Regions from separate parts of the Mus musculus genome. Here regions 1, 2, 3, 4, 5 and 6 are each linked to region 7. Evidence: chromatin contacts called from public HiCAR-type, HiChIP or PLAC-seq and promoter capture Hi-C data. All regions are on one chromosome and are shown on one strand. The core of a region is the stretch at or near the end of the contact, and the rest is flanking DNA. Distances in the headings are between cores, read along the strand shown. Region 1 overlaps Tns3 (tensin 3). Region 2 has its middle 7.4 kb from the start of Tns3. Region 3 holds the start of Ccdc157 (coiled-coil domain containing 157). Region 4 holds the start of Sec14l2 (SEC14-like lipid binding 2). Region 5 holds the start of Mtfp1 (mitochondrial fission process 1). Region 6 holds the start of Tbc1d10a (TBC1 domain family, member 10a). Region 7 holds the start of Purb (purine rich element binding protein B).

What was found. Promoter capture Hi-C pulls out the DNA fragments that hold promoters and counts their contacts. HiCAR-type assays count read pairs that join an accessible place to other places. HiChIP or PLAC-seq counts read pairs in DNA pulled down with a chosen protein or histone mark.
Region 1: a contact with region 7 is called in a promoter capture Hi-C map of the C10 cell line, with 7 times the contacts expected there. The contact joins the enhancer-like site here to the promoter of Purb in region 7. A contact is called at or near these places in 5 of 39 promoter capture datasets (the 3T3-L1 cell line, the C10 cell line, cranial neural crest and 2 more), 2 of 115 datasets of contacts at active chromatin or transcription factors (embryonic stem cells and large pre-B cells) and 1 of 9 other capture datasets (embryonic stem cells).
Region 2: an H3K27ac HiChIP or PLAC-seq map of embryonic stem cells shows a contact between it and region 7, with 5 times the contacts expected there. The contact joins the enhancer-like site here to the promoter of Purb in region 7. A contact is called at or near these places in 5 of 39 promoter capture datasets (the 3T3-L1 cell line, 3T3-L1-derived adipocytes, cranial neural crest and 2 more) and 3 of 115 datasets of contacts at active chromatin or transcription factors (embryonic stem cells and stem cell-derived neural progenitor cells).
Region 3: a contact with region 7 is called in a promoter capture Hi-C map of pre-B cells, with 6 times the contacts expected there. The contact joins the promoter of Ccdc157 here to the promoter of Purb in region 7. A contact is called at or near these places in 2 of 39 promoter capture datasets (hippocampal neurons and pre-B cells).
Region 4: a contact with region 7 is called in a HiCAR-type map of astrocytes, with 9 times the contacts expected there. The contact joins the promoter of Sec14l2 here to the promoter of Purb in region 7. A contact is called at or near these places in 2 of 39 promoter capture datasets (erythroid cells and liver) and 1 of 115 datasets of contacts at active chromatin or transcription factors (astrocytes).
Region 5: a contact with region 7 is called in a promoter capture Hi-C map of the HPC-7 cell line. The contact joins the promoter of Mtfp1 here to the promoter of Purb in region 7. A contact is called at or near these places in 1 of 39 promoter capture datasets (the HPC-7 cell line) and 1 of 115 datasets of contacts at active chromatin or transcription factors (embryonic stem cells).
Region 6: a promoter capture Hi-C map of pre-B cells shows a contact between it and region 7, with 3 times the contacts expected there. The contact joins the promoter of Tbc1d10a here to the promoter of Purb in region 7. A contact is called at or near these places in 5 of 39 promoter capture datasets (the C10 cell line, cranial neural crest, embryonic stem cells and 2 more), 1 of 484 Hi-C or Micro-C datasets (B cells) and 1 of 115 datasets of contacts at active chromatin or transcription factors (astrocytes).

Annotation. Positions count from the first base shown.
Region 1 is chr11:8,600,268-8,602,997 of GRCm38.p6, reverse strand. Tns3 (tensin 3) reads left to right here. Exons shown (of 31, transcript NM_001083587.1): 3 at 2,406-2,443. Among named protein-coding and RNA genes, the nearest start is that of Tns3, 63 kb to the left of the region's middle. Within about 2 kb of position 1,292, at least 64 of the 459 cell types and tissues checked have an H3K27ac peak or open chromatin away from gene starts, as enhancers often do.
Region 2 is chr11:8,670,419-8,673,359 of GRCm38.p6, reverse strand. No RefSeq gene overlaps it. Among named protein-coding and RNA genes, the nearest start is that of Tns3, 7.4 kb to the right of the region's middle. Within about 2 kb of position 1,434, at least 7 of the 459 cell types and tissues checked have an H3K27ac peak or open chromatin away from gene starts, as enhancers often do. A contact at or near this core is called in embryonic stem cells, where this site is marked.
Region 3 is chr11:4,158,520-4,161,613 of GRCm38.p6, reverse strand. Ccdc157 (coiled-coil domain containing 157) reads left to right here and starts at 1,321. Exons shown (of 12, transcript NM_001164620.1): 1 at 1,321-1,455. It overlaps Sf3a1 (splicing factor 3a, subunit 1), which reads right to left and starts at 1,260. Exons shown (of 16, transcript NM_026175.5): 1 at 1,064-1,260; 2 at 447-568. The coding sequence starts at 1,126.
Region 4 is chr11:4,117,344-4,120,063 of GRCm38.p6, reverse strand. Sec14l2 (SEC14-like lipid binding 2) reads left to right here and starts at 1,335. Exons shown (of 12, transcript NM_144520.2): 1 at 1,335-1,439. The coding sequence starts at 1,386. It overlaps Gm51934 (a long non-coding RNA gene), which reads right to left and starts at 1,715. Exons shown (of 3, transcript XR_003949841.1): 1 at 1,104-1,715.
Region 5 is chr11:4,093,918-4,096,961 of GRCm38.p6, reverse strand. It overlaps Mtfp1 (mitochondrial fission process 1), which reads left to right and starts at 1,531. Exons shown (of 4, transcript NM_026443.4): 1 at 1,531-1,746; 2 at 2,446-2,573; 3 at 2,929-3,044. The coding sequence starts at 1,680. Gm51935 (a long non-coding RNA gene) reads right to left here. Exons shown (of 3, transcript XR_003949843.1): 3 at 2,220-2,308.
Region 6 is chr11:4,185,558-4,188,674 of GRCm38.p6, reverse strand. Tbc1d10a (TBC1 domain family, member 10a) reads right to left here and starts at 1,842. Exons shown (of 9, transcript NM_134023.1): 1 at 1,576-1,842. The coding sequence starts at 1,784.
Region 7 is chr11:6,474,374-6,477,445 of GRCm38.p6, reverse strand. Purb (purine rich element binding protein B) reads left to right here and starts at 1,370. Exons shown (of 1, transcript NM_011221.3): 1 at 1,370-3,072. The coding sequence starts at 1,560. The coding sequence ends at 2,534.

The DNA.
Region 1 (2,730 bases), core at 43-2,542, 2.1 Mb before region 7:
TGTAAGCCTCTGCTCTTTCTCACTGCTACTTGGATTGCGAATGTGAGGCTTAGGGGGCCAAGCAGTTCCTACTCAGCCTCTCCTTAGAGGCTGCCCATCATCTGAAGGCCTGGCTGAGGTTGGAGTCTGCTGTCACTGAGACATCATGCCCATGGAGTTGGCAGACTGAGCTGAGTGTTGGCTGGTGGCTTCCATTTCTTTCCAGATTGGCAGCTCTGCAGGGTTGCTGAAGTAGCCCTGTAAAGTGGCAGAAGGCATCATATTCTTTGCCCCCAGAAACCACACAGTATCCTCTCTAACATGCAGACAGCAGTGATTCATTGTACATGGGGATAGTTATTAAGGCCACCATGAAGCTATCTGATGTGTCTGAAGTGCTGTCTCTTCCTAATTTTGTATTTTCTGCTGTTTCTCCTTTCCTCTGCTTGGGCTGGCTTCTGTATGGTTGTTTGTTTGTTTTTTTTAAAGATTATTTATTTTTATGTGCATTGGTATGTAGCCTACATGTCTTGTATATCTGTGTGAGGGTGCCAGATCCCCTAAAACTGTGAGTTAGAGACAGTTGTGAACTGCCACGTGGGTGCGGGGACTTGAACCCTGGTCCATTTGAAGATCAGCAGCTAGTGCTCTTTCCTACTGAGCCATTTCTTCAGCTCCATGTCTGGGTTTTTCACCTCTCTCGGAAGCTCTGTTCTTATCTAGTGAAAATCATTCTTGTCTTAGAAACCCTTGGTCACCATTATGTGTTGTGCTGATTAGAGGAAGAAGAATAAATATTTGTGGTATGTATTTTAGCAAGTCTTAAAAGCTTGGACAGACAGTTGAAAACAAGATCACCCACAGATAAAAACTCAAATAGGTTTTTAACTCCTGGGGTTCACAAACTCCTAGGCTCTGGGAAAATTTATCTGTTTAAGCCTTGCTTAAACTTTTTGGTCAAGTATTATCCAGAAGGCAGAGTGGCCCAACAGAGTGGAAACTTTGCTGAGCTCCTGAGCTCACAGCACCAAGCTGCAATTTGTTTGGTCCCTGTCTCTGACCTCTGAGGCCTTGTTGTCTGGGCTCTGCACACTTATGTCCTGGTCATCACTTTGTAGTTTGAAAGCAGGGGCCCATGAAGGATTCCATTTGACATTGATAGTTCTGTGAGGGGGAACAGAGGTTCAGAGATCCTAGAATTTGCCTTGGGGAGCTGGGCTGGAGGGGCAGAGCCCAGACAGGAAGTCTCAGGCAGGTGCCTTGGGGAAGGCATTGAAGCCTCCGTGGTGCAAAGCACCCAAGGGACCTTGTGGTGGTCTGATATGCAGTTGCTTCATTTCCCATTGTCTTCATGCTGCCCTTTCTGCCACGTATGGCCTTGTCACTACACTGTGCCACGCTGCTGCTACTGGCCCTATTCCTTGAGGCCAGCTGCGGCCTGCCTCCGGGCCAGAGGGGAGAGCCTGTGAAATCCACATTGGTTCCAGCACCCCGTCTGCATTGTTGGGGCCTCCCATGACACAGGACCCGCACTGCTCACATAATGGCCTCTGTTGAAGGACTCTTCTGTAGGAATTTAGACATGAATTTATTCTGACAGTGTCTGCTTGGGTCTCCCGGAAGTGGAAATCTGCAGAGACCAAATGAACTCATGACTTTCCTTCTTCTAGGAGGGCTCTGATGAAAGGCCTGGGGCTTTGTTCCTCCCCACCTCTCCCCCCCCCTCCTTTACCTTTCCCCTCCTTCTCCCCCTGTCTTTGCCCTCCCCCTCCTTCCCCTCCCCCTTCCCCTCCCCCTCCTTCCCCCTCCCCCCTCTCCCTTCCCCTCCTCCCCCTCCTCTTTCCCCAGGGATCAGTTTTAACTCTAGGCCAATGTGAAGGGCTTCTGCTTTCCAGGTCCTGCCTTTCTTCTTTGTGTCTCCAACTTGGTTGATTAAGTCTTTTAAAAAATACCGGTCTATTTATGAGAAATAAGTAGACTCCTGATAAATTTCTACCCGGACTGTCTGAGCTTTTGTTGTTGTGGTTTTCCTCCTCTTTCTCCTCCTCCTCCCCCTTCCTGCTCCTCCTCCCCCTCCTCTTCTTCCTCCTCCCCTTCCTCCTCTTCCTCCTTCTCCTTCCCTCCTCCTCCCTCTCCTCCTTCTCCCCATCTCCTGTTCCTCTTCCCCCCTCCTTCTTTTCCTCCCCCCCCTGTTTCTCCCTGTTCTGGGAATTGAATCATCTAAATCCTGATACACGCTGAGCACACATGTAACCACACAGCTATGCCTTGGTTCTCAGTTGTCACTTTGTCTCAGTGTGCCTTCTCTGTGCACAGCCACTTCTTGTCAGGGAGAATGCTGTTGGAGCCTTCCCCTCTCAAGGATGGAGACCTGGCAAATGTCACCTGAGATTGCATGACTAACAGACATCCTTTCTTTCTTTCAGCCTGCAAGTATTCCTACCACAAGAGATGTGAAGCCCAGGTAAGCATTCTGCAGTTTCCCATGGGACTTCTTTGAGCTGGACTTCACTGACTGATGTTCAGAGGGGGAGGGGAGCCTCTGGCCCGAAGCCTCCGAAAAGAAGGCCCTGTAAGCAGAGGCTGGTGGATACCACCGAGTGCAGAATGCAACTTTCATCTCAAGAACAAACCGACAAAGCTTTGAAATCTATGGTTTTCATTATAGAATATAATGCTGAAGAATTTGATTTCAGATAAGACCTCAATCATCCTTTCCTGGCCGTGCCACCAGCTCTTTTTCAGTGATGA
Region 2 (2,941 bases), core at 185-2,684, 2.2 Mb before region 7:
CCCCTTCTCTCTCTCTCTCTCTCTCTCTCTCTCTTACTCACTTCTCTCTCTGATCCCTTTTTCCCACCCCCCCCCCCTCCAGGTGTTCCTGGCCAGCCTCTCCTCTCTCTCTCCTTCTCTGTCCCCTTTCTTCCTCTGTCTCTACTCCCTTCTCAACTTCCCTTCCCCTGCTCCTGCCCTCAAAATTATTTTTTTTCCCCTCACCTCTAGGGGATGTTAACATTGTGTCATTTTTGGTATTGTGGTATAGCCCCTTTATCATTTTTTGGGTTTCTAATAACACTCTTAGATTATAACAAAGGAGCCCATGGGCAGTCTTTCTCTGCTGAAGGTCTATTGGGGCAAATACTGCTTAAATGGTATGAATGAGACTAGGGACACCCACAGTAAATCTCTGACTAGACACTGGACCTTCAGGATGTAGCTAGAACTTGGACAAAAGCCTAGTGTGATGAAGGACTTGACTGTACCTGGAGAAAGATCCAGGGGGCTTGCAAGATGGCTCAGTGGTTAAGAGTGCCGACTGCTCTTCCGAAGGTCCCGAGTTCAAATCCCAGCAACCACATGGTGGCTCACAACCATCCGTAATGAAATCTGATGCCCTCTTCTGGAGTATCTGAGGACAGCTACAGTGTACTTACATATAATAAATAAGTAAATCTTTAAAAAAAAAAAAAAGATCCAGGAGCCAGGTCTCTTAGGTCACCTGCTCTACTACACCAATTTTCTCACGTATGATTAAGACCTATGGAGCCTTGGGGAAGTGGTTTCTGAATTCCTAAAATAGTGTGGAGGGAGAGATCAGAAAGAGATTAAAACCTGGTCCAGCAAGTGTCCACAGAACAGAAAAGGCACATTCTATTCTACCCAAACTATATGTAGAACAGCACAAATGGTATGGCCAATCAAAATCAGCTCCATTCCAGTGTGACAGCTTCCTCCATCTGTGTGGCAGGAGCGACATGATGAGAACTGTAAGGCAGCTCAGCCTTACCAAACAAGAGCTCCTCCAAAGCAGAGAAGCCCTCACAGCCCATCACCATATGCTGGCTCTCCTTCTATGACTCTCATGCCCTCTGCTCTTTGTGCGCTGCGCCAAACCAGCCTTTTTCTTCTCTTCTCTAAAGGGTAGAATCTTTCACCAAACCACCCAACCCTCACTGCACATAAAACTGAATAGTCAGCCAAAGTAATACAAGACCCCCAAAATTGGAATGAGAAACTGCCATTCCTGAATGGGAAGAGAGAGAGCAAAGGAAAGGAGATGACTGCTTCCAGGTGTGGTGGAAGAGAACGTTTATGATAGACACCTGGGAGAGCATAGCCAGAGGCAGACACACCTGGGAGAGTCTGGAGCGGTCATGACCTTGAACAGCATAGGGAGACAGTGGAGGGAAGAGAGGAGAAAAAAAGCGGGGTGGGTAACCAAAATGTCTGGATTATATAGGGAGGAGCCTCTGGGGGAAGGGCAGCCTGGCCTCTGGGATGGAGAGTTCAGGGAAGGGGGTTGGGTGTGTCAGCCACACCCTGTAAAAAGTAGGGATTGAGGGATGCTGGGAGAACCTGGAGGCGGGGTCTAATTTGATATGTTAAATAGGCACCTTAGCCATTGTTCCATACCTACAGGTCCCTCCCTCTATCTGGTTCTGTGAATTGAATTATGGTTTGTGTAGCATTCACCAGAGCTTAAGTGGCAGAATATGGAGTCTCCACTTGACACAAATCCTGAAGCCTGCAGCAGGCAAGGAGGGAAAGTTTTGTTTTAATTATTAAGATTTTCCAGTAGATTGAATCAAATAACTAATTCTGAAAGAGGTCAGTGGCATCGGGCAAAGCATCCAAAGATGTAGGGTGTGTGTGTGTGTGTGTGTGTGTGTGTGTGTGTGTGTGTGTGTGTGTGTGTGAGATCTGCTATGTTTCAGTTCTTGGGAGGCATGGGCAGGGCTGAGTTTAGACTGATGTAAATGGAGACAGGCATGTGTTAGGTGCCTTTTTGACTAGTTTGGGGCTTTGGGTTGGGTGGGGAAGGTGGGTTTAGAGATGGCTGCTGGAACTTCTGTGTTTTATCATACAGAACTCTGAAAAATTGGAAAATGGAAGGAAAAACAGTAATGTGGATGGTCATTTATTCGCTTATTGTGTAATTTCTAAGAAATGTAATTTCTAAGAAAACATAAGTTAAAAATAGTTATGCCAACAGCTGCAGCCCACCACCCTCAACCTCCCAGTCTATGCCAGGGAACTTGAGGGCCTGAGCAGACAGAGCAAGGGTGTGTGTGTGCACTTGGGATTGGGGTGTGAAATATGGAGTGGGGTGTGGTGGGGAGTGGGTTTCAGAGTTCCTAGGCTAACTATGGAAAGCCAACAGATGGCTTAGAGGGTAGAGAGGTACCTGGAGGCCTGAGTTGAACCCAGAACCAACATGAAGCTGGAAGGAGAGAGCCAACTCCACGATTTTGACCTCGGATCCTCATTCATAGGCCATGACCTTCATGCTCACACAATAAAATAATTTGTTAAGTTGGCAACAGTCGTGTGGGGGTGCGATAACCTGCTTGATTCTGATGGTGAAAATGGAATGCATACTCTGAGTCTGTCATGGAGGACCTGGGCTTTCTTACGTGCTGTTTAACACTTCTGGCAGTGGGCTCCAGATGCCACTGAGGCAGAGATGAGACAGGGGAGGCAGGTGAGTATATCAGGAGAGTGAGTGTGGTTTGAGGAGACTGGTGCTTTCTTGGTTCAGACAACCCTGGATAGTTATAGGGGAAAGCCTCTGCTTTGTGTGTAGAGTTGTCATGGCATGCCTTCAAAGTCTATGAAAAGAGCACGTCTTGTGTGCTTTTGGGTGCCTTTCAGACTATTGGAATCTGTATGACCTCCAGATCGTAGTGAGTGAGCCCCTCCTGAGGTGTGCCCTGCAGGGCCAGACTGGATAGAT
Region 3 (3,094 bases), core at 72-2,571, 2.3 Mb after region 7:
GGGATGAGGAGGTTGAGGAATCCTGACCAATGTTCACCTTGCCTGGAAACTAGCTAACATGCTGAACAGCTTGCTCTGGATTCAGCTGAGGCTCTGGGAAAGTCGTCCTTTCACAATGAGAATAATCAACTCTTCTTTTTCTTTCTTCAGGTTAACACAGCATATGCACATCAGCAGCCACAAAGAAGCTACCAGGAATTTCCACAGACTTGTTTTGGAAGCAGAAACTCCTAGTGACTACACAGCTAGGCATGGCTTTCACTGCGATTACTGTTGTGGTATGTCAACCATACCAGTCCTATCTATCACCTACCTCATTGCTCTCCTGTGGTTTTGGAAGAAGTAAGGAGTCTAAGCCAGAGCCTCTAGAACTCCCCATGATGCCCCTGTGCTGCTTTAAAAGACCTTTATACTACAAGTTCCCTCTGTGCAGAAGCAGCTGTTACCTGGCCACAAAACTGGCAGTCTTGTCGACGATGTTCCTGACCTCCGGGGGAGGGTAAATAATGCCGACCACTGGCTTGGAAGGGGTGGGATCCTCCTTTGACGATGCTTCTTCTTCAATTGGCTGTGAAAACAGAGAAAAGGTAGTAAGGGCTTCAAGTCCCCGGCTCGGATTAGGCTATCATAAACGCTCCATGATACTGACAGGAACGTCTGTCCTGTAGACTGCAGACTCTCTTGGGTTAGCATCCGAGGACGCAGTTAAAAACAAAACAGGGCAAGTTTCCTTAGCCATACTGTATTTACGCAGCCATTCCTAATCTAGGGGAAAGAATGATTTGCTTAGCTCTCCTCTTTTTGAATGGAGGCTTCGTGGTTCACATAAGACCCCAGAGGAAGCCGGGGGTGCAGGTCCGCATGCTGGTTTTGAAAAGTCCGGTTCTAGGGATATCTTTTTCGAGACCAGAAGGCAACTCAGCGCGCTGACTCCTGGGACTTGCAGTCCCTCCATGTCCTTCGGGGTGGCCTGAGCTTCCAGCAGCAGTGCCACAGCGCCCGCGCGGAGGGGAGGAACGAGGCCTCCAGCAGGCCTGCAGGCAGGGAGCGCGGGGCACGATACCTGTTTGGACTCAGTGGCTACTGGCGGCGGCGGGGGTACCGCCTGCACGGGTCCGGCCTGCATGACTGCGACGCTCAGGGCTGCCAGTCCACCTCGGTGGCGACAACCGGTGCGACGACAAGATTAAAGATCACCACACGAAGTATCCAACTCAATGACAAGATGGCGGCGACCCAGAGAGAGAAGCCGCGGGAGCACTTCCGGTCCCGCCCTCTCGCCGTTTCGCACTTCCAGCCCCGCCCCGCCTGCTCCGTGGCGCGGTACGCCGTTGCCAAGGCAGCGGCCTGGGCTCCCAACTTAGAGTTGCGAGGCATTCTCGGAGCCTCAGACGCTCTGGAGGAAGTTCTGTGAGCCAGACAGACACAGAGCTGAGGCTGCGACGCCGGAGACAGGTAAGCCATTCCACATCCTCTGACTCTGAACTTCCCTCCTGACTCTGGCCGGTTCCTCGCCCCCTCAGCGCCCCACCCCTCGCCCCTGTTTCTTTCCTGTTTGGCCTGGCATTTTGAAGATGCCATAGAGTCCCACTTACTACACCTTTAGCCCCATTTTTTGGTTCAGCACCACCTCCTCTGCATCCCTCCTTACAGAGTCCAGGACATGGTGCTAACACCTTTAATTCCAGGAGACAAAAAACGAAGCAGATCTGAGTTCAAGGCCAGCCTGGGACAGAGCAAGTTCTAGATGAAGAAAAGCATAATTCAGGCGTAGTGGTACATATCTTTAATCCCAAGAGACAAAGCCATGCAGATCTCTGAGTTCAAAGTCAATTTCCTGAGCAAGTTTCAGGATAGCCAAGCTTAGGCAGTGAGGGAGTTGAAAAACAGAAAGCTGGTAAGATAATAAAGGGGATCAGGTTCCAGCCACAGGAAGCAGAATTTGGCTGTGTGGCTCTGGCTTTAGAGTCTAGAGTAGAAGGGATTGCTGGGACAGTTGATGCTGGTTAGCTGGAGCTAAGAAATTAGTGATTAAGACGAGACCAGCATCACTGAGGTGAAATCTTCTGGGAAGTGTTTTCTGAGAGCACAAAGAAGCTGTGTTCCAGAGATAGCCATGGTTGTTGCTGCAGCTGTACTTGGCAGTGTGTAAGAGTTACCCAGGCAGTATTAGTTTGAAGGCATGAAGGTGTCATGAAGAGCAGCTGAGGCTTGGCACCGTGAGAGGCCAGGGAAGGCCATTGGTGAAGGTGCAGTTACAGTTACAGTTGATGGCCCAGGACTGAAGGGGTCATGCAAAGGAGTTGAGGCTTGCCCCATGAAGAGAGCCTATGAGAGGCTCTTGGTGAAGCCTAGTTGCAGTGGTAGACCCCAGTGTATTGGAGATGCCAGTACGATAAGATGATAACCAGGAACAGCAGCAGCAGTTGGCTGGAGTCAAGCAGAGCCTAGAGTGCTTCAGAGGGCAGAGCTGGAGAAGTGATGCCAGCCCTTTAGAGGATCCCCAAAAGATCATGTGTGGATCCCAGACATTGGAATAAAAGTTAGATTAAGAAGCTGTAAAGTTGAAGTTGCCTTGGAGACCCCAAGATGTTAGAGATGCCAGAGTCATGAGATACCTGCCAAGGAAAACTGCTAGCAGGGAGTGGGACCAGCCCAGGAGAATGAAGTCTGCTGCTGCTGACTGCCAGATCTGCCAACAGCAGTCGGCAAGGATGAAAGGAGCTGACGATCTGAAGAGCGCTTTGACATTGGATGTGGAGACATGGACTTTGGAGTTTGCCCAGCTGGTTTTCTGTCTTGCTTTGGTCCCAGTATTTTTGACTTTATATGGGATTACAGTTAAGAGACTGCTTGAATCTTAGAAGAGACTTTATTTATTTATTTTTATTTATATGAGTGCACTGTCTTCAGACACACCAGAAGAGGGCATTGGATCCCATTACAGATGGTTGTGAGCCACCACGTGGTTGCTGAGAATTGAACTCAGGACCTCTTGAAGAGCAGTCAGTGCTCTTAACCGCTGAGCCATCTCTCCAGCCCCTGGAATTTTTTTGAACATTGCTGAGGCTGCTATAGAGTATGGGAACCTTTG
Region 4 (2,720 bases), core at 86-2,585, 2.4 Mb after region 7:
AAGACAAAATGGCCCTGGCCCTGTGACCAGGTATCACCATGGAAGTAAGATCAAAGTGGCGAGGGCTCTAGCAGGAGAAGGCTATGAACTCTATTGTGTGAGCCAGAAGTAGTAACTGGGGGGCGGGAGGCAGTCTGATGGTATAGGCTGGACAAGAGGCTGCTAGGCTACAGCTGTCAGAGTCCACCCACTCACTAGTCAAACTTGTCACTAGCGGGGAGTCCGCAGGCTCTTGGCCAGAGCTGGGAAGCAGATAAGCACAGCAGGGCTGCTGTGGGCTCTGGCTTCCAGTGTGGTTTCCTCTCTGTCTAGCCTACGGCCAAGATCTGGCTAGGCAGCCAGCAATGGACAGCAAGGAGGTGGCCACAAGAAGTCAAACCTGAGAATTGTGTACATTAACTTCCATTAGCCTCCTGCCCATGATCACCCTCGGTTAGAGAAGAAGCAACAGTGCAGTGAGGCAAAGGACCCCGTAGACACCCGTGGGACACGGGCCCTCAAACCTGAGCCTCCTCACTTCCACAGAGGAAGCAGAGCATGCCAACTGAGATGTGAGAGCTTCAGGTGTGGCTCCCAGAGAGCAGGGAAGATCAGACGCAGAGACCTGGGTCTTAGTGGGGAGGCTGGTCTTCCTTTCTCTTCAGCTAGATGCCATGGTCTTTACCATGCCTGCTCTGCAGGTAGAGGGAAAAGGCTGTCCACTCCATTTGGTTTATTTGTTTGTATTCTGGGCTTGCCTCAAGCCCAATAAATAAGCTAAGGGTGATCAGAACTTCTGCTTCTCCAATGCTGGGATCTCAGGTATGTGTTGGAATGTGCCACTATGACCATGCAGTGCTGGGAATCCGACTTAAGGTCGTGCGCGTAACTCAGTGGCAAGCCTTCTGCCACTGAGTTACATCGGCAACCCTGGGGGTCAACTCTCACTCCCAAGCAGAGCTGGTAGTAGTGACCATAAGCAGATGGCAGAGTGAACACCACAGTTCCTACAGGCAGAAAGACGCTTAAGGGGCATCCCTTTTCAGTGGGCACCAGAGAGCTGTCAACATTTTGGGGTAAGGAAAGCTATGAGAGCAGCCCGGTCCAGCCTTGTGGAGTCGCACCTTAGAAGACGTCGTTTGCTAGAGCTTTCCAGCTTCCTCTTGGTTAGGATGAGGATCCAGACCCAAGTAGCTCCTCAGGTGTATGAGCAAGCATTCTGGCTCCAATCCAGGGCCTCTGCGCGTCTCGCCCCGCCCCTCGGGCTCCTTTAAGAGGCGGGTCTTGGCCGCCAGCCCCGGGGCCTCGGCCAAAGACTGGGACTTTACTCCAGCGGCTGCGGCGGCGGCAAACGAGTCGGAGCTCCATCAGCTGCCGCAGGCACCGCGCCCCAAGGCTGAGCCACGATGAGCGGCAGAGTCGGTGACCTGAGCCCCAAACAGGAGGAGGCACTGGCCAAGGTGAGCTTGCTCTTGGTCTGTCTGTGGCCCTCGCTCCTGGCTGAAAAGCGGCTGTAAGGGACTGTCCTCGCGGGCGGGCGACTGATCGCCCCCGCTTGGCTAGTGCCCAGCGGACCGCTTCTCCTTCAGGGTGAGGACCTCGGGAAGTTTGGTCATCGCGATCTTCAGCATGAGCAGCCCCAGAGGTGCCCCCTTGGGAAGAAGTGGTTGCTTGGAAGCCTTGGGAGGCAGCTGAGGGCACAAAGGCAACATTCATCCTCCGGGCTGGCAGGGACTGGTAGCAGGGCCGTGGGACAGGGGCAGGGCCCCAGGTTTCCTCCCATTTCCGGGAGGTTTTTCTCTTTTGGGGCAGTGGCATATGGAAGGGTCCCTGACAGTTCCTTGGCAAACTCCCCCTAGCTCTTTCAAGGCACTAAGTCACTGTGCGACCTTGGGCCAAACCCTGTCCTGTGTGCTGTGCTCTTCGATGAAATTAGAGGAGTTGTCTGTCGGGCACCTCTTGTGTGTGAAGTCTAAGATGTCCGGGATTCACTAGGTTGGAATCCTTTCGGAGAGAAGAGCTCTCCCCACCCTGGCAACCCAGACCCTTGCCTGAACTTAGTGATGCCACTCAAAAGGAAAGGACCTGACCAGGCTTTGCCTTGGCACCTGGGCAGACAGGGACTTATCTACTCCATTCAAGTTCGGGAGCTGGCACTTCTGGCCAAAAGACTTTATCTCCTCAGTTGCACGGGATCAGAATTGATGGGGTCCAGCCCCAGTGTTCCCAGTTGTGCAGTTTCTTATTTATTCCAGAGTGTGGCAGCAGATGTGGCTGCTGTGTGTGACTTTTTTCCCATGCCAGGTTTGCTGCTGACGTGCAGGCTAAGTCTGTTGGGCATAGGTTTGGTGGGGATTAAGCCAGGGGCTAGGTGAGGTCCTTGGTGAAGGGTGGCCTTCTGCTTGTTGTTTAGATGACCATTGTCCTAACTCTGGGAGCTGCTTTTGGGGGATGGGAGGGTCTGATTAGACCTAGCTGACCTAAGGCAAAGGGCAGAGGTGGCCAGTCCTCATTGGTCCTCTCTGGAGGTGTCCTACAGGTCAGTAACCAGATAAAGGTCTCTGCTGTTGTAGGAGGCTTGGGGCTGCCTGTTTACTACTGGGTAGTGAGAGATCAGGGATAGGGGTGGCTATCCTGGGTCACTGTCCACCTCCCTTGGTGGCTTTCCTAGTATGTTTCCCTTTTGTGGCCACCTGCAGGAGCTGTCTGCTCCATCATGGTTGTCCACCCCCCTCCCTTGG
Region 5 (3,044 bases), core at 282-2,781, 2.4 Mb after region 7:
AGGCTAAAATTACACACACACACACACATGTTCTGTTCCTTTCCCCTCTACTCTCACGACACTCGGACACAGGCACGCACAGAGAGACAGTAACGTCCCTTTCCTCTCCTCTCGCGACAACGTTCTCCGAAGTCCTAACAAGTTGCCTTCCGATTGGTTCAGCCGGTGAGCGTCGTCCGCCATCTTTGTTCAAGGCATTCGGATGCTCCCGAGAGCCTTCACGGTGAGGGCGGAGGCCCCGCCCCATTCGGTGGTTCCAGACGGGTTGGGCGGTTCTCCCGCGGTGACCGGCGCAGCGGGTACTAAATGGGAGGGAGGCCGAGGGTTAGCGTCACGTGGCTTTAGGGACCGTCTCCTAATTCCGCTCCAGCACTCTACCTTCCCACCCGCGCCGGGCTCAGTCCCCGGTGACCCACAAGTTTCAAGAAGACACGGGCTGAAAACACTGGCTTCCGAAGGGAGTCGGTATACACCTTTCGGATCTAAAAAAGCTAAAAGAACTGTGCAAAGCTAGATAAGACCCTGTTCTTACCTAGCTGGATATTTTTTGTACTGTGTAGCCTCCAACCAGGCCTGAAACTCCCTGTGTAGACAGGGCTGGTCTCGAACGCACATAATACTACCTGTTTCTGCCTCCTACATTCTGAGATGAAAGCATGCAACACCATGCCTGGCTTATAAGAGATTTAAGGCCATATTTATTTGAATTTATCTGTGTGTCTCATGTGTGAATGTATAGGTGTGTGTGTTTGGGGGAGGTGGGTGCTGCCTGTGGAAACCAGAAGTGTCAGATTCCCCCGAGATGGAGTTACAGATGGCTGTGAGACACCCGTGTAGATGCTGGGACTGGAACTCCGGCCCTCTGGAAGAGCTGTAAGCGCTCTTAACCACTGAGCCATCTCTCCATTCTCACCCATTTTGCTTTACAGACGTGGTCGTTGGGACCGGGGTGGGGAGTGGGGGGAGGGGCGGTGTGTGTGTGTGTGTGTGTGTAAGTGGCTTACATCTACTAGGCGGCCCAAGTAGGATTTGTCTCTAGGGGCCATAGCATTGCCCCTCTGAAATCCCAGAGGATTCAGAGTGCTTTTGCCCCTTGTAATAACTCCCTAGCTCCCTTTTCCATTTTAACAGTTGCATGAGTCAGGAGAGTGGCTGTCCTCTTTGTGTCTCTATTTCCCTACTGTAAAGTAGGACCCTACGCTAGTGCCAGAGCTTAAGGAAGCAAACTTGAGTCTACTGGACACATGATGACTGTTATAATTAATTAGTCCTTGCGACTGTCTAAGGCAGTGAATGTTGGCACGCCTCCCATTTACACACGAACCGCGGCTCAGAGAAATACACCTTTCCTAGAAGCCGCACACCTAAGAAGATTCCATTCTCCGATTGGAACTCTGACCTATTTAACTCCAAAAACTAGTCATGTCTGGGAGAGTTTTGCATTAACTGCTCAGAGAAAACAAGACCATCTGTCTGCAAAACCCAAGCCTAGGAGAGGGGCTTGGATGTTGTATAAGGCAATTTTCAGACACTCCCTGCAGTGGCGTTAGCGATAGCGGGACCCGTCCTTCAGCCTCGGACTACTGGCGGGTTCTTGCCTGGTGTTAGCCAAGTGCTAGTGGAGACACAGTTGTGGTGAGACTCTAATCTGCAGCGACTCCAACCTTGCCGGGGAAGTCATGTCGGAGCAGCAGCGGCAGGGCGCCGAGCGCGACCTCTACCGGGACACGTGGGTGCGCTACCTGGGTGAGCGTGGGAGTGACAGACGCAGCGACCCCACCACTCCGGAGGGGCTGGGGGCGGGGGGGGGGGGGAAGCAATGGACCGGGTTGCCGATCTGGAGTCTGAAAAGGGGCTTAGTTCTTATTCGGCTTGGCCTGGAGACAGGGCTCAGGAGAAGGCTAGGGACTTGTCCAAGGTCACACAACCCTGTTGGTTCAGATCTGTCCACGGGGCTCTTCTGGAGGCACAAACCGAGTGTGTGGGTTGCCCTCTGCCATGACCGTGCACTAGCCATGGCGTCAGAGGATCTGGACTCCTAGCAAGTCTGCCTTTCCCAGGCTCTTCCTAAGCTTCAGTTTTCTCTTCTGTAAAAAGGGCTGAATGCGAGGCACTCCTGTCGGGTGCTGACTGTAAGAGCGGGCTGAGGTAAGGCCTTAAAAGACCTGGCACTTGATACTGGTCAGTGGAGCCCACCCTCAGTGATTCGGTGGCCTCCGGTCGCCTCCCTGGTGCAGATCCCCAGAACCACGGCTGGGGACTTTGATCAGTGAGCCATGAACTTCATTGTCGGTGTCAGTCCGCGGGCCTAGAAACCAAAAGGTAAAGTTACTTGACTGAGGTCACCTGCCGCACTGTAGTTTAAGAGGTTAGGGTTAGAAGCAGCTTTCTGTGTAGCGCCCCCTTGTGGAAAGGGCCAGAGAGTTAAATGCCTTTTCCCTCCAGGCTACGCCAATGAGGTGGGGGAGGCTTTCCGCTCGCTGGTTCCTGCAGCTGTGGTGTGGTTGAGCTATGGTGTGTCCAGCTCCTATGTCCTGGCCGATGCCATAGACAAAGGCAAGAAGGCAGGAGAGGTGAGTGTTAATTAACCCTTTCCAACCCATCCTAGTGTGGGTGGTATGCAGTCTTGCAGTGGGGACAGCCCTATCCCCGTTAGCGTCTCATAGTGCAGTCCATAAGCTAATCTTGTTTGTAGGATTGTTCATCCCCACCCGACCAAACCATTTGGGTAGGAGGTGACAGTTGGTACCTCTCCTGGATGTGGGCAAATCACCCCCAACCCTGAATGTAGTACAGCCCAGTCCTCCACCCAGCTGCCTTCTACCCTACTACCTCCGCATGTTCTTCCTCCTTGGTCCACCGGCATGCTTCTGTCTATAGGTTTCCTACCTCTGCCCCAGCTGGGCTAAATGTCTTTGTACCTTTCAGGTGCCAAGCCCTGAAGCAGGCCGCAACACCAGAATGGCCCTGGCTGTGGTCGACACCTTTGTGTGGCAGTCTCTGGCCTCTGTGGCTATCCCAGGCTTCACCATCAACCGTCTGTG
Region 6 (3,117 bases), core at 593-3,092, 2.3 Mb after region 7:
ATTTACCAGCAAACGTGACTGTTACGTCCAAGACCCCACAGATAAAACTGAGAATTCCTTTCCCACCCCCTCAAGACCTCACCCTTCCTGGGCCCCTGATCCCTGAGGAAGGGCCCAGGAAGGGTCCCTGATGATCTTGCCCCAACTGAAACACAGCCTAAACCCTCTCTCTAGGTTCCCACAAGCTCATACAGGGTGAAAGGTGAGAATGAGGGCTTCTCCTGGTTCTGAACTGGACCAGGCTTAGTCTAATGTGAGCAAGAAAGAAAGGTTGGAAGAGACAGATCCAGTGGGTGGGAGGAAACATAGGTCAGAGGCCTGGATTTAAAATTTTCTCCTTCTAAGGAGGAGGAGGCCTCGTGAATAAGAGACTCTTGGGGAGGGAGGGTGATATGGTGGAAGTGACATTTATATGGGACAGCTTCATGGAGTGGGTTCTTAAGATAATCAAGCACTTCTGTAAGTCCCAAGAACAGCTGGGGACATCCTGGGCAGTCACAATCAGTCAGAGGAGAGGGAGAATATATACTGGCGTAGGGCTTCCATGGTGCCTGTGAGGCTCTATAAACTGGGAGGTACACTATGACAGGGAGGCTTGTCAGTTCTGGGTATGGCGCTAGTCTCCTATCACAAGACAAGTGGAATGAAAGCAGGATCTAGAGGCCATCTTCCTGAAGAGACCACCAGATCGCATCCGCAGTCTCTGGGAGGGCGGGCTTCTAGGGGTTCTGCTGTGTACAAATCTGTAGCCCAACATGCTCAGCTTGGAGGGAAGGTGTTACTCCTGCCTCAGCTTTCTCTAATGGAAAGCTGGGTACCTGGTAGCTCAAGGGTGGGGTGCTGTCTCCCTCCTTCTCCAGTCCTAGATCTGGATTTGGGAAGGAAGGACATAAACACGGCAGCCTGGGAGTCTACTGGCTGGCTCCCCTGTGATGAAGCTGACAGGGGAGTCCTAGAGTTGAGGTGCCCTATAACTACTGGGAAGGAGTGTCGGCCCACCTGTTGCCTGTGACAATGGACAAAGCTGCCTTTTGGCAGAGGGTGTGTAATGAGGAGAGACCTTTCCATGATGAAAAGAAACTGGGAGTCAAGATGGGACCCTCTGGGAGGGGGCTGGCCAGTGTCAATCCTTCTGAGATATGTGTCTGGAGGTAAGGGTTAGCGCGACCTGGAATAGCTCGGAGTCCTGAAGTCTTAAGATTTCCTGGGGTGCCGATACTGAGGTGGCGAGACAAGGATTCTGTGGGGTAGGGGGAGATGGAGAATAGCTGTGGGCAAAGTATGGGGCAGCCATCTGTGCGCGTGTCAGGGGGTGGCAAAGCTTTAAGGCCAGAGTAACCTGCGAGATTATGAGCTGGAGATGGGAAACCCCCATCGGGGATACTCTCCTTGGAGGGTATGGATCAGTCGGTTTGGGGAAGACCAGGAGGAAGGGAATGGCCTTTCTGTTCGTAGGTAGAAAGTAGGCTGCCGCTTGCGGCGTATCTGTGGGGTTGGGACAGTGGAGACACGTTGGTGGGTCAGGCCCACGCCTGTGCTGGTCCCGCGCCCGGCCCAGACCCCAGAGCTACTCACGCGCCCTCGGCGCCCTGCGAACCCACGATGAATCCGAACTTGTCGATGCGGCGCTCGGCGAAGCCGTTGGCCTCCGAGTCGGAGCCGAGCGAGCTCAGCTCGTCGGCGGTGGCGGCGTCGGGGCCCTGGGCCAGGCTTTCCCGGGTCCCAGACAGGCTCCCGCCTGCTGCGGGCTCGCGCGGCCCATTCTCTCTGCTGCTTTTCGCCATATCGGCCGCGCCCGCCACCAGAGCGCCAGCGGCCACCTCAGCCGCCTGAGCCGCCCGGCCTCCGCCGACGCTGCCGACGCCCCTCCCACGCACTGTGCCCATTGGCTGCCACAAAGCTGGGGGCGGATACCCAGGGAGCTCCCACCACGCGCCCAATGGGTGCCGAGGGTCCCGAGCCTCGCCCCTCCTCCAGCCTGGCGCCAAGTGGACCGACGTGAGGGGGCGGGACAACCGTCACCAAGGGCCCGCCTTCCCTGGCTGCCAATCACAAAAACTCACCTGGACTAGCTCGTCTGGCTTTTCCGGGTTGGCCCGGAGCTGGTGTGTCACCTGCTGCTGCTCTCTGGCAGAAGGTCTAGGGCTTCCCTAGAGGTCCTAAGGTCTCTGCCTCCATGGGAAACAGGGTCGTGGGTAGCGCTACTTCGCCAGGTCATTTTCAAGAACAGTGATGAGACGCAAGTGGGCTTAGGGATCTGAACCACCTGGCTGTTCTGCTTAGGGGGATGCAAATTAGCTCGTGGGAGACCCTATAAGAATAATACAGAACAGCCGGGCAAGATGGCTCACGCCTTTAATTTAATCTCAGCACTTGGGAGGCAGAGGCAGGCGAATTTCTGAGTTCGAGGCCAGCCTGGTCTGCAGAGTTAGTTCCAGGACAGCCAGGGCTACACAGAGAAACACTGTCTCGAAAAACCAAAACCCAAAACCAAATTATATATATATATATATATATATATATATATATATACACATACACACACACACACACACACACACACACACACATATATATATATCAGACCTAAGCTCTACCTTTTTCTTCCCAACACCTTTCTGGTGAGGGTTGATTTGTATTGTTTTTCTTTGAGATAGGGTCTCCAAAGTGGCTTTGACTTTACTATGTAGTCTAGGGCCCTCCCTGTCTCCCAAGTGCTGGGATTACAGATGTGGGCTATCCTGCCTGACTCCCCAATAGTTTTATTGAAATATGGTTAGCATACCACCACTTCCATCTATTTAAGGTATATACATACTTCCTATATTTAAATTCCATCACCCCACCGACACACCTACACATGCACAAATACATAAAAATTAAAGATAAATTAGGCATGATAACAGATGCCTGTACTCTGTAGGCTAAAACAGTTTACAAGTTCCGGACAGACTGACTGGGCTACAAATAAAAATCCTATCTCAAAAAAAAAAAAAAAAAAAAAAGTACAAAGCTGGGCGTGGTGGTTTTTATCCCAGCACTCGGGAGGCAGAGGCAGGCAGATTTCTGAGTTTGAGGCCAGCCTGGTCTACAAAGTGAGTTCCAGGGCAGCCAGGA
Region 7 (3,072 bases), core at 121-2,620:
TTCCTTAGATTCTTTACTTCATCCCAGACATCATGATATATTTCAGATAAACATAGTCCTATACTTAAAAATCAAACCATAAAACCACTCAAAAATATGTCCTTACTAAAAAATTACAAGAGAAGACTCTAGGCTTAGATGCAAATGAAATTTCAGCGGAAACAAAATAACAAAGCTGGCCCATCAGGCAGAATACAGGCTAGAGGGGCGGTTAACTGCTCATCACACAAGCATTAAGACACAAGCTTGAAAACCTAGCAGCTGCATAAAAGAGCAGGGTGCAGCAGGGGGTGGGGGTGGGGGATCCCTAGGGCTCACTGACAGCCAGTTTAGATCAATTCAGTGAGCTCTAAGTTCAGCCAGAGACCCACTCACAAAAAATACGGTGGAGAGTAACACAAACACTCTATTTCCGGCCTCCACATACACGTACATGTATAGCCACACAGAAACAAATTTAAAACACTTTAGGGCTGGAGAGATGGCTCAGTGGGTAAGAGCACCCGACTGAAGGTCCAGAGTTCAAATCCCAGCAACCACATGGTGGCTCACAACCATCCGTAACAAGATCTGACTCCCTCTTCTGGTGTGTCTGAAGACAGCTTCAGTGTACTTACATATAATAATAAATAAATCTTTAAAAAAAAAAAAACAACACTTTAGAGGAACCTGGTTAACGAATATTAAACTGATGCAAGAACTCAAGTTTAAGCCAATATAGCTTAGTGAGATCCTATCATTAAAAACACCCAATTGTAAAAAAAAAAAAAACCCAAAAGTTATTTGTGTGAACTCCATTCAGGGAGTTTATAAAATAAGATGGTATTCTGGTTTCTTTGTTTTAGAAACACGGGCTTATTTACTGAAGGATTGCTAGATCCAATCGTTAGGAGTCCGACTTAATCAGTGTACTCGTCCCTGAGGATTAATAATCTAGTAGCATTAGTGAGAAGTAGGATCTCACTGGAGAAAACAGGTTACTGGGGTATGCTCTGGAAAGATCCCTAGCCCCTGGCCCTTTCCTGTCTCTCTGCTTTCCCAGGCGCCAGGAGGTGATTGGCTCCACTGTTGAATAATTCATGTGCTTCTCGGCAAAACGTTCTGCCTTCCCACAGCCCCAAAGCAACAGAGTCATCTAGTCACACACTAAACCCTCTGAAACCGGGAGCGTCAGTAAAGCATCAAGAAAGAGGACCCCAAAACCAGCGGACAGAAACATAGGCTCGCCCGGGGTAGCCGCAGAACGCCTTGCCGGCGCGGCCAGCGACGTCACCTCTGCGCCCCGCCGGCGTGGTGTGTGTGGGTCTTCCGGCCGGGAGGCGGCGGCGGGCGGGGCGGAGTGACGTCACGGGAGGCGCGCGCCGGAAGCGGGCCGTGCCGCACGGAAGCCGCGGGGGCGGGGCGCGGAGGCGATGGGGGGCGGCGGCGACCGGCGATGAGCGGCGGGCGCGCGTGAGGAGCCGGCGGGCGAGGCTGGGGGGCCCCGGAGCGCGAGCCGCAGGGCGGAGGGCGGGGGCGCGAGCGCAGCGGGCGGCGGCGGCGAGGCGGCGGCCGAGAAGATGGCGGACGGCGACAGCGGCAGCGAGCGCGGCGGTGGCGGCGGCGGCGGCGGCGGGCCCGGCGGCTTCCAGCCCGCGCCCCGCGGCGGCGGCGGCGGCGGTGGCGGGCCGGGCGGCGAGCAGGAGACGCAGGAGCTGGCCTCGAAGCGGCTGGACATCCAGAACAAGCGCTTCTACCTGGACGTGAAGCAGAACGCCAAGGGCCGCTTCCTCAAGATCGCCGAGGTGGGCGCGGGCGGCTCCAAGAGCCGCCTCACGCTGTCGATGGCGGTGGCCGCCGAGTTCCGCGACTCGCTGGGCGACTTCATCGAGCACTACGCGCAGCTGGGTCCCAGCAGCCCCGAGCAGCTGGCGGCGGGCGCCGAGGAGGGCGGCGGGCCGCGCCGCGCGCTCAAGAGCGAGTTCCTGGTGCGCGAGAACCGCAAGTACTACCTGGACCTCAAGGAGAACCAGCGCGGCCGCTTCCTGCGCATCCGCCAGACGGTGAACCGCGGCGGCGGCGGCTTCGGCGGGGGGCCCGGGCCCGGCGGCCTGCAGAGCGGCCAGACCATCGCGCTGCCCGCGCAGGGCCTCATCGAGTTCCGCGACGCGCTCGCCAAGCTCATCGACGACTACGGGGGCGACGAGGACGAGCTGGCCGGCGGCCCGGGAGGCGGCGCCGGCGGCCCCGGGGGCGGCCTGTACGGAGAGCTCCCGGAGGGCACCTCCATCACCGTGGACTCGAAGCGCTTCTTCTTCGACGTCGGCTGCAACAAGTACGGGGTGTTCCTGCGAGTGAGCGAGGTGAAGCCGTCCTACCGCAATGCCATCACCGTGCCCTTCAAGGCCTGGGGCAAGTTTGGAGGCGCCTTCTGTCGGTATGCAGATGAAATGAAAGAGATCCAGGAGCGACAGAGGGATAAGCTTTACGAGCGACGCGGCGGGGGCAGCGGTGGCGGCGACGAGTCGGAGGGTGAGGAAGTGGATGAGGATTGAAGCAGGCAGCTTCCCGTACCGGCCTCCCCCAACCCCACCACCATCCCCTTGGCTAGAGAGCGCCCTTTCCTTCTCGTCCCCAGTGAGCTAGTGGAGAGGGATCAGGGGAGGCCGCAGACGAAGAAAACAAAAAAAAAAATAAAATAATATAGTTAAGAGAAATAACCATAAGAAAACAGTCACAGACAATTAGAGAAAAGCAGTTAAGTTCCAAGGAACTGCCAGCAACCTGCAAAGAGGAGCAGCATCTCCTCACCTGCGCAAGAGTCTCAGCTTCTGTTGTTTAAAACCGAGGTTCGGAAATTCATCAGGAAAACACTGGAAGGGATAGATAGATCTTCGAGCGTCTGGGACCAAAACCACACCTGGGTTACCCAGACTCATGCATTGGGAATAGCTGAATTTGTGTTCTTCCTGGGTAATCTGGTCTTAGGATCCCTCCAGGCCTCACTACTATCAGCATCTATCCCTTCACCTCCATCGAAATCAGCATTTTGGATCTAGGTCTTAGTGGAATCTTTGAGAAGAAAGAGGCCTT